Regions from separate parts of the Mus musculus genome. Here region 2 is linked to region 1. Evidence: chromatin contacts called from public Hi-C data. All regions are on one chromosome and are shown on one strand. Each heading gives the region's core, a stretch centred on a gene start, on an enhancer-like site or on the middle of the called end of the contact. The rest is flanking DNA. Distances are from core to core; before and after follow the strand shown. Region 1 holds the start of Gan (giant axonal neuropathy). Region 2 holds the start of Foxc2 (forkhead box C2).

Region 1 (3,343 bases), core at 20-2,519:
TGTTGTAAGGCCAGGCTAGGCTAAAAGCCAGAAGTTTCAAGGGCACTTGGATTGCTTCTGGAGTTCGAAGGTCTCCAAAAGCAAAGATTCAAGAACAGCATATGTGTCCGAGTTCTGCTGGGACAGAGCCCTAAGAAACGGCATACACATAATTTTCCATTTTCTGATCTGTCAATTCTAGTGACATTGCTATCATTCGTCTATATTTAACCAGCTTACTGGGCACTTTCTCTACCTTTTAGTGCCCCCCCCCACCCCCCATATTAAAAGAGCAAACCAGTTTGCCTGAAGGAAAGTTGCTAAAGAAAAGACAGGAGCCCATCTCACAAATTCTGATCCGATGCTATAAGCTTGGTCTCAACCTTTTCATTAACCTAGTAAACTGGGCTAAGGTTTGCGTCGCTTAAGTTTTACAGTGCCCTCTTGGTGGTTACAATCGCTGGGTCCTCGGTGGTAACTGTAGCCAAAGAACGACCCCGGGTCTTCTCAAATTCGCAACAGTTTTGCCTGTTTGTAACAAGGGAGTGGCAAAGTGACAGTTGGGCTTTGGGGGTGGGGGCTTCCCACCGACCTCTTACAGGGTTCTCCTTCTGCCTAAGCCGCGGGTGTTTGTTTTGGCTTCCCCGCGCAAAACCTGGCCGGCCCACTGTGCGGTGACTCGGAGGTAAAACTTCTGCGGGGCTCCGCGGGCCGGGCGGGGCCTGTCGGGGCGAAGGGGCGGCTCTTCCCGGAGCAGCCCCGCCCTGCTCGCGGGTGCGGGTCCAGGACGGCCTGTACACCGTGTTTGGGGCTTTTGCGGACCTCCAGGGACTCCGGGATCGGGGCGATCTCGGTGGAGAGGCCCATGGGCGCCCGAGGGGCGCGGCGGCAGAGCCACTGGAGCCGCAGGCGGCCAGGCCAGAGAGAGAGGGAGGGATGCGGAGGCGATGGGCGGCGGCGCCCGCTCACCTGATGTACGGGCTGGCCGCCGCCAGGATGTTCTTCTGCACCGGGATCTCCTCGCCGTCGAGGACCAGATGCGCGTCGCAGAAACGCGCCTCCTCCCGGAACGAGCTGAGCGCCCGCAGCAGGCGCGCGGCGTGCTGAGGGTCGGACACAGCGCTGCCCTCGGCCATCGCGCCTCCCGCTCCTCCGCCGCCACCTGCCCGACCCGCCCGCCCGAGTCCCGCGCACGTCCCCGCCGGCCACTCCTCGCGTCCGCTCGCCCGCCCGCCCGGACTGAGTGAAGCTCTGGAGTCAGAGCTGGAAGTTCAACAACGCGCCTGCGCCATCGGCAGCGCGTGCGGACGGCGCCTTTAAGGAGCTGTGCCGTTGCGTCATCTTTCCGCGACGCCCCCGCGCCCCGCCCTACCTCGCAGCAGCCAATCAGAAGGGCTGGGCTGCGAGCGCCGGGCGCGCCCACGGGCTGTGCTTGGTGCGGGCGGAAGGGTTTAGCGGTTCCGCGGTATCCAATTCCCAGTCTCGGCGAACCGAGTGCTCTCAGTGTGGAAGGGAGTGAGACGCAGAGTGAAGCCGAGGACTTATTATTCCTTTCGCGGGAGTTACGCCTCGCTACGTTCACGTCCATTAGTTCCGGGCAGAACGCGGAGTCCGCCAGAAGCCTTCGCTGAAGACGTCGCGAGTGAAGCGAGAGAAACAAGCAGTTTTGCAAGGCTGTGGCAAGGAAGGTGTTTTCCTCTTGCAATTGGGGACCGGGAGCAATGGAAGGGTTTTAAATACCGCGGTAGGGGTAAGGTGTTCCGAAGGTTTCTAAGATCGGGGTCTTTAAAGCAGATCGATGCCAAGATTAGATAGTGGGCTGGATAAAAGGACTCTGTGGTATATGCCCTCCCTTCCGCCCCCGCACAAGAGTACAATTGGGAAGGAGAGGGGGTCCAGTTAATTGCATGATTGCCATCCCTACCTTTTAGGAAAGATAAAGTCTGAAAGACTAGGGGGTATGAAGGCCAGATGTTCGGATGGTGGGGGCTAGACTTCCCACAGAGACAGATCAAGGCTGTGGTACTAAGCACCCCTGGGTGTGCTCACTCTGCAGGGCGAGCCTCGTCTGTGTCCCTGGAAGTTGCTGAAGGTGCTTGGGAGTGGAGGAAGTAGCTACCATTTTGTGCAAACATTAGGTGCTCGAGGCTACAGAGAATTAAGTCTTATGAGGACCAAGGATCAGAACATTGGGGCAGCATTCAAAGTAAGGCAGGATGTGGTTTTCAGTGCGTCAGCACAGCCTCCCGTAGTCCAAAGGCCCCAAGGAAAGTCTTGGTTTTCACCCTGGAAGCAGCAAGGCTTTGGCGTCACTGATAGGAATCAGAGTATAAACTATACTCAAGATAGGAGACTAGGGGAGTAAAGTCAAGGAAGTTACTAGTAGAAGATCGATACATTTCCAGTTTCCATTTCAAACACAGTATCTATACCTGCAGTGATAAAAGTATCTAGACTCTAAACCAGGAGGTGGTGACGCAAGCCTTTAATCCCAGCACCGGGGAGGCAGAGGCAGGCAGGTCTCTGTGAGTTCCTGGCCCACCGAGAGAGTTCCAGAACAGCCAGGGGCTACATAGAGAAACCCTGTCTTGAAAAACCAAAGAGACAACCCCCGCATCCAAAAAAAAAAAAAAAGTAAGCTGTGTCAAAACTAAGGTCTGGGAAAGCAGAGCTGAGTAGAGCTAACAAGGAACTGTGAGTTACTAATTAGTAAGGCCTGTAGTGGGCTGTGTTGTATACAGCCTCTGTATTTGTGCCTATTGAGAAAATATAATAATAAAATAATGCAGGCCTGTTTTCACATAGTGCTTCTGGGCTCAGTCAACACTCTTTTGTTTAAGTAGTTGATGTGTTTTGAACATTGCTCTGTAAGACGCTTTTTTTATCCATATGACTAGCTCGCTTCCGTGTTTATTGTGGCCTGGCACGATTTCCAGGTGCCAAGCCCTTCTTGGTATCAGAGTACCTGGTACAAAGTGCTCCTCACTTAGGGTTGGATGGCTGGTGGGTGGTGTTTTATTTTAAGTGTGAATATTAAATAAATGTTTCCTGGGTTGTATTTTTTTGTTCTTGTGCATTTTCTCTCTGTTGTGCTGTTGTTGAAAGTGGATGATGTGAGTGTGTGGGGGTGGGGGTGGGGTTGGTCTCTAGAGTGCTTGCTGTGCAACCATGAGGACCAGAGCTCTACATCCGGCACCCATGGAAAGCCAGGCTCTGCAGTATGCACTTGTGATCCTGCCAGGGGTCGGAGAAGGTGCTGGGAGATGGGCAAGAACATCCCTGGGACTTGGTGGCCAGCCAGTTTATCGAGAATCAGAATCCTAAGGACCCTGTTTCAAAAGCAATGTAGAAAGGTGGTTGAGGA
Region 2 (3,503 bases), core at 344-2,843, 4.0 Mb before region 1:
GGCCCCCAACGCGCCCTCCTGACCCGCTGCGAGGTTGAGGGCGCCGAGCGGGGAGCCGGGGCCGCTCGGGTGGTCCGACAGAGCCTCGTCCAGCGCGGGCGGAACGCACACGTGCGCGGGCCGCTCGGCCCCGGTGTACAGACTCATAGCCCGCATACTGCACTGGTAGCCCGCGGAGCCCGCAGCCTCCAGGCCCTGCGCGCACGGCTGCGTGTAAGCGGCGGGTGGCGCTGCGGCGTATGGCAGTGCCAGCGGTGGCACCACCAGGCCGGCGCGCGCGGCCGCTGGGCTCAGATCGCCGCCCGGAGGCGACGTGCGCAGCGTCATGATGGTCTCCACGCTGAAGCCGGGCAGCCCGTTAGGCGCCGCGGCGTGGTGCTCCGGCAGCGAGCCGTCTGGGGAACCTGCGGGCGTGGAGGATGCGCTGCGCGGACTGGCCTGCAGCGCTCCCTCGGGGCTCAGCGTCTCCACCTTGGTGATGACCGGCAGCGCGGGGGACGCCGCCTCGCTCTTAACCACGACTTTCTTCTCGGCCTCCTTGGGCCCGTCAGCTACCGGGGTCCCTGTCGGAGCGCCCTTGGCCGTGGTCGAGGGCGGCTCCTTGAGGTGGGCCCGCTCCTCCTTGTCCTTGGGCACATCCTTCTTCTTGAAGCGCCGCCGCCGCCGCAGGAAGCTGCCATTCTCGAACATGTTGTAGGAGTCCGGGTCGAGCGTCCAGTAGCTGCCCTTGCCCGGCTTCTTGTCGTCGCGCGGCACTTTCACGAAGCACTCATTGAGTGACAGGTTGTGGCGGATGCTGTTCTGCCAGCCCTGCTTGTTCTCGCGGTAGAAGGGGAAACGGTCCATGATGAACTGGTAGATGCCGTTCAGAGTGATCTTCTTCTCTGGCGCGTTCTGGATCGCCATGGTGATGAGCGCTATATAGCTGTAGGGCGGCTTCACCAGGTCCTTGGGCGCCGCGGGCTGGTGGTGGTAGGGCGCGTAGGAGCGGCCCATGCCGGCGCCGTACTGCTCCGGGTGGCCGGAGTAGACGCCCATGGGGCTGGCCATGCCGCCGTAGCTGCCGGCCGCCCGGTAGTAGTTTTGCTCACTCAAATAGGGTACCACTCCCAGGGCGTTGGGGTCCGATACCGAGTAACGCGCCTGCATGCTGCGTCCCAGACGCCCGGTCGCCGCCTGCGCGCACCGACTGCGGCCCGCGGCGAGCGAGGCCCGGAGCAGGAGAGCAGGAAGGGACGGAGCGATGCAGGCAGCCCCGACTCGGGGCAGCCTCGCGGTCCACGCGCGGAAGACGCCGGCGCTCGGGTTCAGCCGACCGGGCGGATCGGCATCCTGAAGGGTGCACGGCAGGCGGCCCCGCTGGCCGCGCACTCTCGGCTTGGCGGGTGGCAGCCCTGAGCTGGCGGCACAGACGCCACGCGCGACCGTGGAGCGACACCAGCCCTTCCGAGTGCTAGAAAAGGAGACAGCGGCTCTCGGGGCCCCGCCAGGAGAACTGCAGCCCGCAGCGTCAGCGAGCTAGGGTCCGGAGAGGCTGCGCGGCCGAGCCCGGAAAAAGAAGCAAAGTCCCTTTTAGGGATTGGGAAAAGTTTCAAAAGTCTTCTGGCTCAAAGCGAGTTTTTACTTTCTTCAGGCCGCGCCCCCTCCAGGAAGTTTGCACCAATCATCTGGCAGCTGCGAGAAGGATGGCACCAATCAAAACGAGGAGCGCCTGAATCCGTCGGCTCTAAGACCCAGATGCTCTTAGCCAGATCTCCCCCCCCCCCAGCTCAAGTTAACTTGAGGACTTTTAAAAATGAGTTACATCTTATAAAATTTTATTTTATTATCACATTTTGTTTAACGAGACCACGTGTCCAGAGCAAAAATTAAAAACCCTGTTCCTTTGGAAAATAAAAAGAAGTTTAGTTTGAAATATAACATCGAATTGATGAAGTTGGGCAGAGATTTGCCCCCAAGACCTTGTAAGTAGGAAAGAGCCTGGAGATTTTTTTTTTATTATTATTAATGGATGAAGAGGCGAATAATTAGATTTCTTAATTATCGGGGCCTAGTTGTAATGGGTTCAGAGCAAACGGACTGAGCGTGTAGGGCCTGTTGAATGCAGTGATGGATAATTCACAGGACGCTTCCAGGTTGAGGAAGAGCCCACAAAGGAGGCCGGGTTGGAGAATTCGGTTCCTCTCCCCTTCACGACGGGGTCGGGCTGGGAGGGAAGGCTTAGTGGGAATGCCAAACTGGGAAGGTAACACCTAAGGAACCATTGGTCCTTCGTCTTCGCTGCTACTTAGGTGATCCATCTGAGTCCTCCAAACAATTTCGTGGGGTTCAGGGAAGCGCGTGAACCCAACTGTTGCTTTCCTGGTCTCCTCTCCCGCATAGACGAGGGCTAGCTTTCCCTGCCATCCATCCCGGCCTCTCCCTTCTCCCCACCTATGAAAGCGCTGTCTGGAGGTTAGGACAAGGCAGCCAGCCCCCGGGAGCTGGTGTCCCCGTTCGGCGTGGGGAGCTCCAAGCCTGCACTCCATCGCCGGCTTCGTCACTGGAAACGCAAAGGAGCGCGGCACTGTGTAGCCTCGGACCCGCTTCCCTAGCTGTTGCCGGGGCCCGGCGTGGGTCCCACTCCGCGGTCAGCATCTTTGGGATCCTGTAAATTGACTGTATTTCAGGCTGTTTGTTTTACTGAGTTTTGATAAGGTGAGCTGAGGACCAGGGGCTCCTTAGAGGGCCTGGTAACTGAAGGACTTTTTTTTTTTTTAATTTTATGCCAACCTTGACGCACAGCGACTCGGAGTTCCCCGACCTTCAAGCGTGCTCCTTCCCTCTAGGAATCCCGGGGACAGTTTGTTTATTTGTGGACTGGTATTTATTCCTTCAACATCTCCAGTCGTCATCGGATCCCTGCTCGGTCCGCTTCCTCAGAAGCACCGAGATGTCCCTACGGAATGGCTCTATGCCTCGCAGAACCTTCTGGAAGTTGTTGGTCCGGTTGGGTAGGGAAGAAGGCGACAGATAAAACATTTGTCTCAGTCTTTCTTCTTCTCCGACCCCCCCCCCACGCCACCACCATAGCCCCCCACCCCCTTTAGATTTTCGGCAAAAGGCTTTGAGAGATTAGAACTCACTGTTTCAGCTTTGGCGGGTGAGGAAACTTTAGTGGCATTGCTTGACGTACCGAAGCAGCAAAATAGGTTTTATGTGTGCTACCTTTGACTCGAGAACCAGAATTTAAAGGACAGGGCTGCACAGGGCCCCCTGACCTGGATGGAGAATCTCGGGAAACACATTTTTGTGGGTGTCCTGGATTCTTTTTTTGACTAATTCCTCTCTCCCCTCCCTTAAAGCAGCAAAGTCAGGCTTCTGGTGCATGTCCGGTGTAGATCTGGGTAGGGGGTTAAGCCTTCCCCTCCCCTCTCAGGGACTCACTAAGAGTTATTGTTCCAATGTCCTTAGTGTGTTTTCGTTCACTTTTTTTTAAAAAAATAACTGTGACAGAAAACGTC

Evidence for each region. Hi-C and Micro-C count contacts between places; a contact is called where the count stands out from the background.
Region 2: a Hi-C map of CD4 T cells shows a contact between it and region 1, with 4 times the contacts expected there. The contact joins the promoter of Foxc2 here to the promoter of Gan in region 1.

Annotation. Positions count from the first base shown.
Region 1 is chr8:117,155,907-117,159,249 of GRCm38.p6, reverse strand. It overlaps Gan (giant axonal neuropathy), which reads right to left and starts at 1,269. Exons shown (of 11, transcript NM_001081151.2): 1 at 949-1,269. The coding sequence starts at 1,115.
Region 2 is chr8:121,114,261-121,117,763 of GRCm38.p6, reverse strand. Foxc2 (forkhead box C2) reads right to left here and starts at 1,593. Exons shown (of 1, transcript NM_013519.2): 1 at 1-1,593. The coding sequence starts at 1,149.